Regions from separate parts of the Mus musculus genome. Here region 2 is linked to region 1. The links are chromatin contacts, called in public Hi-C maps. All regions are on one chromosome and are shown on one strand. Each heading gives the region's core, a stretch centred on a gene start, on an enhancer-like site or on the middle of the called end of the contact. The rest is flanking DNA. Distances are from core to core; before and after follow the strand shown. Region 1 overlaps Crebbp (CREB binding protein). Region 2 holds the start of Crebbp (CREB binding protein).

The links. Hi-C and Micro-C count contacts between places; a contact is called where the count stands out from the background.
Region 2: a Hi-C map of liver shows a contact between it and region 1, with 2.0 times the contacts expected there. The contact joins the promoter of Crebbp here to the enhancer-like site in region 1. A contact is called at or near these places in 22 of 39 promoter capture datasets (the 3T3-L1 cell line, 3T3-L1-derived adipocytes, the C10 cell line and 16 more), 1 of 15 datasets of contacts at CTCF or cohesin (the NIH/3T3 cell line), 26 of 484 Hi-C or Micro-C datasets (the G1E-ER4 cell line, the HPC-5 cell line, the MNK3 cell line and 18 more), 23 of 115 datasets of contacts at active chromatin or transcription factors (the 230-238 cell line, the NIH/3T3 cell line, the SCID.adh cell line and 15 more) and 3 of 9 other capture datasets (adipose tissue, liver and pancreatic islet).

Annotation. Positions count from the first base shown.
Region 1 is chr16:4,098,445-4,102,650 of GRCm38.p6, forward strand. It overlaps Crebbp (CREB binding protein), which reads right to left. Exons shown (of 31, transcript NM_001025432.1): 20 at 3,114-3,194; 21 at 1,231-1,287. Among named protein-coding and RNA genes, the nearest start is that of Trap1, 23 kb to the left of the region's middle. Within about 2 kb of position 2,112, at least 7 of the 459 cell types and tissues checked have an H3K27ac peak or open chromatin away from gene starts, as enhancers often do. A contact at or near this core is called in cortical neurons and liver, where this site is marked.
Region 2 is chr16:4,211,346-4,215,551 of GRCm38.p6, forward strand. It overlaps Crebbp (CREB binding protein), which reads right to left and starts at 2,059. Exons shown (of 31, transcript NM_001025432.1): 1 at 1,794-2,059. The coding sequence starts at 1,878.

The sequences.
Region 1 (4,206 bases), core at 862-3,361:
AACTTAAAACCCACACAAAAAGGGCTGGAGAGATGATTCAGGGGTGAAGAACACTGGACCCAAGTTCACCTCCTCCCAATAAACATAGCCAGCTGTAACTCTGATACCCCATTTTCGCCACCAAGGGCACCAGGCACACATGTCCTGTATATAGATACATTTAAGCAAACGATACATATAAAATACATCATTAACATGGGGGTGGTAGATAGGCTTGGGGGATGACAACAACATGACAACATAACACGGTGACTCAGAAACAAAACTGAATTTTCACTAAAGGTCCAAGTGTGTGTCGTGGGAACTCCACACACACCAGCATTCATTATATAGTTATATATAATTCTGTCCCTAGGTATCAGATAGGATGGAGGAAGTAACCTTCCTGAAGGAAATGCAGCGTGGATGGAGAGTCAGCATATTCCATTATAGCAATTGACCTCTCTGGATCTGGGAGATTTGGGGCCAAGAGAACAAAGTAATTACTGCTAGGTTCAGATCTGTCCTGAGCTATAAAAGCCATTTCTGCTCCCTTTCTGCAGCTTTAGGTTTTATTCTAAGTCACATACAAAAACTTTCTAAGTTGGACATATGAATGATATAGTATAGTACATGGTATCTGACACTTGTACACACCATGTACAATTTGTGGACATCAACATTTGCAAATGAAGCCATGCTCCTGAGTGAAGACAGTGGCACAAGACAGATTTTTAGATGGTGGACCCAAGATGTTTTCATTTTGGAATTTCTCTGGGATGATATTAGCACTTCAAGTTACTGCCTCTGTTTGTTACAGAGTAACCCTGAGCAGTCCTTAAAGATGCCTATGACCAGACTCTTGGGATGTCCAAAAAGAACTAAAACACCCACATAATCTTATCACTATTAAAATCCAGCAATAGGAGAATATGTTAGAGAAATCTACTTTGAATTTTAGATAACTTCCCAAAAGAAACCCCACTTTTATTATCCCATAATCTAATCACAGGTAATAACTTTCCTCATCTAAGATTCAAGGTAAAAAAAAAAGCCAGGTAGAGTAATGCAGACTTTTAATCCCATCACTCTTCAAGGTAAAGGCAATTTAGGATAACCAGAGACACAAAGAGGGAACCTATCTCAAAAACAAAGAAAAGAAAGAATAGAAAAACAAACAACAAAAGGTAGGTGTGTGTGTGTGTGTGTGTGTGTGTGTGTGTGTGTGTGTGTGTGTGTGTGTATACTCACGGTTCAGGATCTAAGGTATCATTTTTCTTCTTTTCAAATTGATCCTTGGAAATTGTCCTTATTTAAAAGAAAAAGAAAAATCTTTATTGACTCACATATATTTCTATACAAACTTTTTTTTTCCTAAAAATATGTTTCAAAAAACTATTAGCTTTACTCTAAAATTTAATTAAGACTCATCAGAATATGATGGCAAAATTGTGTTGAGATTTAAACATGTTTATTTTCATCAAGTTCATATGGTGCTAAGTTGAACTAAGACCACAGTGGAATGGCAACATACCCTCAATGCAAGGTGAGCATCCACTGAGGATATCCCATTTTGGAAGGGTGGATTATTTGGGTTTCAATTGAGTGTATGTGAACTACTTCTGTTGTATGCAATTATATAACTTTTTTTTTTTTGATGGTTGTTTCTTGAGGAAAAAAAAGGAGTACTTACGTGTGTGTGTGTGTGTGTGTGTGTGTGTGTGTACATGTATGCCACAGTGCTTGTGTGGAGATCAGGGAACAGTTTTGTCAAGTTGTTGGTTCTCTCCTTCCACCTTCATGTAGGTACAGGGATAAATTTCAGGTTGCCAGGCTTGCAAGGAAAGTACCTGTACCTATCAATTCATCGCACTGCCCCCTTTCTGCAGCTTTAGGTTTTATTCTAAGTCACATACAAAAACTTTCTAAGTTGGACATATGAATAGTATAGTACATGGTATCTGACACTTGTGCACACTGTGTACTCTTAAGTTAGACTAAACATACTAACCATCTCCAATACTTGGGGGAGGTGTGCAGAAAAACATTCAAACTCCTTCCTTGTAGGCTTTCTGAAATGTACAACACATAACTGCTATCTACAGTCACCATACTGTTCAAGAGGACTCCATAGCTTTTGCCAGTATCTAAGTGAACCTTAGCACTTATTGATCAGCCTTCTCCCATTCCTACCACCACCAATTCAATGATTAACTCCAATTAGACCAAAGAAATAAGATGACAAGGGTAACAGATTATTTCTGGAGCATAGATTTCCTGCTTTTTGAGACATAGTAACTCTGGAGCCAGACGTCCAACATGGACGATTAGGGAACTTAGTAGTAGAAAAAGAGAAACATAAAATGCCCAGCAGGCTAAAGGCAGATGTGCAGGCCAGCAGGCCTTTGGGTATTTCACAAAAGTCAAGTACACACTGTGGTTCTCAATTCTCTTGTTATGGTTTGGTTACACTGACACTCAAAAAGAACATTATCATAAGGTAAGCAGAGAAATGTAGGAATGAGTTAACATACATGCTGGATGCACCGACGTAGCAGACTCAGACCACCAGCAAGGCATGAGATATATATATATATATATATATATATATATTTTTTTTTTTACATTTACTAGAAAATGTGAATAGGGAATTTGAATCTAACCTGCATTAGCTCAGTTGCTTAAAAAGACCATAGGTTTAAAAGGTTCAGTATAACACCAAAAGTTTGGGTTTTTTTTTTTTTAAAGGTGGTGGTGGTGATATGTATATAATTTATTTTCTGTGAATAAGGCTGCCTGGCTTCTTAGATATAACTTGAGGTTGAACATTTTTTCAAGCAAAGGTTACCCATCACCCTGAAAAAAATCTATTTGTCAGTGAGATATATGAAGGTCAAGGACTAACTGAACTAATCCTGCCTCGAATGGAACAAGATGGAGAATCAGTGTTGCTGTTTGGCTGACACCTACACCTTGAAGTACAAGTATCTGTGTTCATGCAACCAGTTTATATTTAATGTGGGTATAGTCAATGTGAAGAAAAAGAAAACACAAATTGTACAAAACTCAAAATGGTACATTCTAGCTTCTTCTTTAGTCATGAACATAAGGAAGGATGACAAGATCATACTTACGTCTGAGGTTGGGAAGGGTCGTCACCCAGGGTCACATTCTCGCCCTGGATCTCTGTGAAACACTTCTCACAGAAATGATACCTGTCAGCAAGAAGGCCATACTTGGGTGAACTGGTCCATCACAACATACAGCCACCCAAGCAACGAAGCCACCAATCAGAGCAGGGCAGAGCACCACGACGAAGGGGGGGCGTTGTTGGTTGATTGATGGGTCAGTGAGGACAATGGAAGGAACAGGGGCAGGTGGGGAAGGGCAGAATTAGAGAACAGGGAAGGGGACAAATAGCACAGACACAGAGGTAAGACGCAAACACCAGACAACACAGAGCAGAAAGCCAAGGCAAAGCATTGATTAGCATTCGGTCTCATTGCACGCATCATAGGCCATCATCACTAACAACGACAGGTTTGATCCGGCTCCAAAATGCAAATGCTTTCAAGAAGTGAATACTAGGATTGCATGGAGCCTAAATTTAGAAATCTGAATTTTGTTATAAAAATCAAATATTGAGCCAGGGTTTAAAATAGAAAATTTTTCTTTCAACAACAGGATGATAAAAAAGCCTTTAAAAAGCAAGTTAAACTGGAATAGCTTTAGTTTTCAAAATGGAAATTTTATGCTTGACAGCATCAGAAGTTTTATTTCCAGTATTAAGCCAGATCTTTCAATGTGTGACAATGTTGAGCACCCAGAACCATTTTTTGTAGTTGTTATTTTTCTTATATCAATCACTGAGTTAATAATTATGTTACAATACAAATGAAACCAAATCCATATTCTAGACAAACACTTAACAGAAATGCAGTCAGGGTCAAAGACTTTCCAGCCATTTATTAATAAAGATATACAGAGAAAAACTGTGATATATTGTATAAACAATACAATATATACAAACCCACAAACAATTTTGAAATGTTTTGATTCATTTCTAAGCTTTGATATGAATGTTGGTACTGGGACCAATCATTCATCTTGAGATAATGGCGAATGACTGTTCTGACTTGGTAACAACCCAAGTTAAGCAAATTTAGAGAGTTAATCTTTAAATAGCACAATCTGCATTTGAAAAATTCTCCATCATCCCAATTTCTT
Region 2 (4,206 bases), core at 809-3,308, 110 kb after region 1:
GTGGAAAGAGAAAGGGACAAAGTGCTCACGTGCAGAAGATTCTTTTGGATAAGTCTGCTCTGGTCAGCAACACAGTAAGTAAATATCTGACAATCCAGAGAAGCTACACACACACACAAAAAAAAAAAAAAAAAAAGGAAAAAGGAGGAGGAGGAAGAGGAAGAGGAAAGAAGAGGAGGAGGAAGAAGAGGAGGAGGAGGGAGAAAAGGAGGAAGAAGAAGAAGAAAAGGAGGAGGAGGGAGGGGAAAAGCCATCTTCTTTTGGGTTCCATCTTGTAAACCTCTGGATATATAAGATACTACAGGTCTTTTTGTGGTCTTATTAATTTGCCCCACTTCTAAGAAAAATCTTCAAGTTCACTCAGTAACAGCAAAGCTGAAGTCTTCCAGTTAGCAGTGTCAGAGGATAAACTTGAGGACAACACCTGCCTGGTATGATCTACATCTCACATGATTACAGTCTTCTGGCTCGAGCACAGCAACATTACTAAAGCAAGGGAGCTAGCTCTACTTTGCACAAGTGTGCTTAAACCACTGTTTCAACATTTTTCATCAATAAGATTTTTATGAAAATAAACATCAAACAACTTGTCATTTAAAAAGAAAAGTGACTTTTCCCTACCTACCTGTGAATTATTTATTTACTCCTTTCTACCACTCAACAAATTTTAAGTCAACAAAAATCTCCTGAAAAATGATGGAGGGAGAATACTCCCCTCTCATTTCTACATTAACATTCTCCTTTCATGACTGGATTTCAGGAGCACTTCAAACTGAAGCCGTGAAATCTAAGTTTTGTTTCAAAAGCAGAAATATTTTTAAATACACTTGTATAAAGTCACAGAGTTCCACAACTTGAACATCTGTATCTAGCGCCAATCTGCAGGCAGCAATGTAATTTGATTTGGACCCATTCATCAGAAACTGATTTTCAGATGCCGCTACAAGTACGTACTGGAAAAGTGCTAGCTGCGCTGAGCCGGCATTGTTCACAGCAGCATACGAGTTTATATTTCGAAGGAGAGCTTAAAAGGGGAAATACGAATAATTGGCAAGGTTATCAGAGCTGTCCAGAAGTACTCTGAATTACTGAATGAACAGGGAAGTCTTGGGTACCCGATCCGATCACCTAAGAAAGTTTGCACGGAAGCTATTTTGTGAGTTGGGGAAAAGATTTAAGATTATCTTGCTTTTCTCTTTCCCTGAAAGATTCAAAGTCCTTAATTTTTTAATTTTTCATCTCCAGTGTAAAACCATTCCAACCTCAAAGGCAGACTGGAGCCCAAATGGACTTTTAAAAGCCTGCTAGCTTCTTTTTAAGGTTACGTATGTAAATGAAAGACACCACAGCAACTTTGATGACAACTCGCACATGAGGTTTGGGGTTTTGGAGAAAAAAAAATACTAGGTGATCAAAAAAAAAAAAAAATCAAGACTTTCTAAATAACCACTAAGCGTTTTCCCAAGCAACACATTCCAAGAAACTTCTCCGTCGCAACTCGTCGCAACTAAGAAGGCAGCAGCTGTGTCCGCGACTGCACCGCCTAGAGTGGGGGGTCCGATCCTGAAAGCCCTCATTGCCTCTGGTCGCATTCTCTTACTCCAAACCTCCAAGGTCCCCTCCGCTGTCATCCCGGCCGGCCACGCGTGCGGACACTAGACCGCGCCCCCGCTTCACTTTTCCTCCCGACCAGGGAAGCGCATCCCAAGGCCCGGGACAGAGTCTCTGGCCACTGCGACCCTCAACCCCCTCCCTGCCCCGAACTCTGACAGCGAGCCTAGACCCAGCCTCACCTGTGTTGTCATTCGCGGAGAAGCCGGGCGAGCTGAGTTTGGCTCGTTTGGGGTTGGGCGGTCCGTCCAGCAAGTTCTCGGCCATCTTCACCTGCTCGCGGAAACAGCCCTGAGCGCGGGCGGCGCGACGCGGCCCGGACGGGGGTCGGGCCGGCGGCTGCGAGCAGGCGAGCCAGCGAGGAGCGAGCGCAGGAGCGCGGGCCGGGCCGCGGAGGGCGCAGGCCGGGTGGGGGAGGCGGCGGCCAAATCTCAGCCTCAGCAACAGCGCCCCGCAGCGCTCACCGCCCGCCCCCGGCCGCCGCCGCCGCCGGCCGCGGCCCCCTCATCCCCTGCCCGCCTCCCGAGCGCGACACTCCGCGGCCCGGGCACCCAAGCGGCCCGGCCGCCTCCGCGGGCCCGGCTGGCAGCGACGGCGCCCGGCCCCGCGGCTCAGGCGGCGCCCGGGAACATGGTGGTACCGCCGCCGCCTCGCCGCCACCCCCCCCCCCCGCGCGCCCCACTTAATGAATTCGCCCGCGGCCGGACGACCGGGGGGCTTTGGGCTCCGCCGCCCGCCCGCGGCCCGCCGCCGCCGTGAGGAAAAACAATGCGCCGAGCGGGGCCGCCGCCGCGCCGCGGCCCCCCCACCCCGTGCCGCCGCCGCCGCCGCCGCCGCCGCCGGGCTCCGGGAGGCCGAGACGAGAGGCGAGCGGGGCCGCCGGGGCGGGCGCCGAGGGCCGGGCGGAGCGGGCCGGCCAGGCGGAGCGGGGTGCGCGGGCGGTTGTGGGGCCCGGGACCGGCGGGGCCGAGTAGATCGCGCTCGAAGCCCCGGTCGGATCCGCGACAAGATGGCGGCTGTTGATTCCTCAATTAAAAAAAAAAAGAAAGTTTTTTTTCTTCTCTTTCCAGAGCCTGAACGGGGAGGGGGAGGGGGCGGGGCACGCTTGTACGTCACCCCCCCCGCGGCGTCACCACGCACGGCCCCCGCCCCGCCCCTCCACCTGCGCCGGCCGCGGCGGAAAGAGCCGAGCGCGCTCGGGTGGAAGGGTCGAAGGCACGGCGGCGATGCGTGAGGCGACGGGCTGCGGTGCTAGGCCCGGCCTGCGGGACGCCAAGTGCGCAGAGCAGACGGCCACTTTTGTTCTGACGCTGTCAGTAACGCGGCACGCGCGGGGAGGGCGCCCTGGGCTCGAGCCTAGACCCCCCCCCCCGCCAGGCTCGGAGTCAGCGCTGATCCGGGCCCAGCCCGTCCGGTCCCGCCCCGCCCCGGCAGCTCTGGCTCTTCGCAGCTCCTTGCTTGCGAGCCTCCAGGGTGACATCGGACTAAGAAGACGCCACCGCAACCTGCGCCTCTTCCCCGCGCCCTATGCTAGTAATGGCGAAGTGGCGCCTGCAGGTTACAGAGGGTCCTCGGGTCTGTGTGCAGATGGGGAAACTGAGGCAGGAAGGGGCAAAGCAACTTTCTCTAAGATCACTGAGGGAGAAAATGACAGGCCGAGAGTCCACCCCTTCCTTGTGCTTCCCAAGTTTGCAAGGGCACCGCAAGGCTCTTGAGCGCCCACTCCCAAGCCCAAAAACGATAGGGCCAGGTCCAATGTCCAACGCTGTCACCTGAAGGGAGAGGCTGTCAGCTCTACCTCCTGGATCTGAGATGGGCCCAGGTACCAAGACCAAGGGCTTCGATCTCCTAAGGGTACTCCTTACTTCGGACAACCACCCTGGCTTTGGCAGGTACCCAGAAAAATGTAGGATCACAGGGAGACCCTCTCACTTGGGTGTGCCACACACCTCCTCAAAAACTAAAGTTTTCCCATCTCTGTTAACACTCTCTCAAAACCTGCCAGCTTGACTCGGAAGTCCTTATCTTCCAGGTATCAGCAGCACCCCTATTTCCTAAGCGAGAAACCTGTGAGTCAGACCCCTCCTTCCCTCCCCATCCACCCACGATGCAGCTAGTCTCCCCCACATTCTTTACCTGAAGAATGAGCTCCTCCACCTTACACCGCAGCCACCTGCTGTGTTGTCCATCATGGTGCCTGCTGTCCTTTGACTGAGGCAACTTCTTACATAAACTTTTCTTGTGTTTCATGTTGTTCAGCACACAGCCACAAAACTACCTTTTGGGGGGGGGATCTCCCTTGGTGATCTTAGAGAAAGTTGCTTTGCCCCTTCCCGCCTCAGTTTCCCCATCTGCACACAGACCGGAGGACCTTGTGTAAACTGCAGGCACCACTTTGACATCACTAGTATAGCATGAAGGGACTAGGCGCAGGCCTACCTGCAACAAATGGCTCCTATACAAAGAACAAGAAAAACACTAAGAACATATATAAAATAGACAGACACATGCATATAACAGTGGTTGGGCCAGGATTGAGTGATGCACATTTATCTTAACTGTTCAAAACTTGTGCTTCCCACACCTGTTTCATCT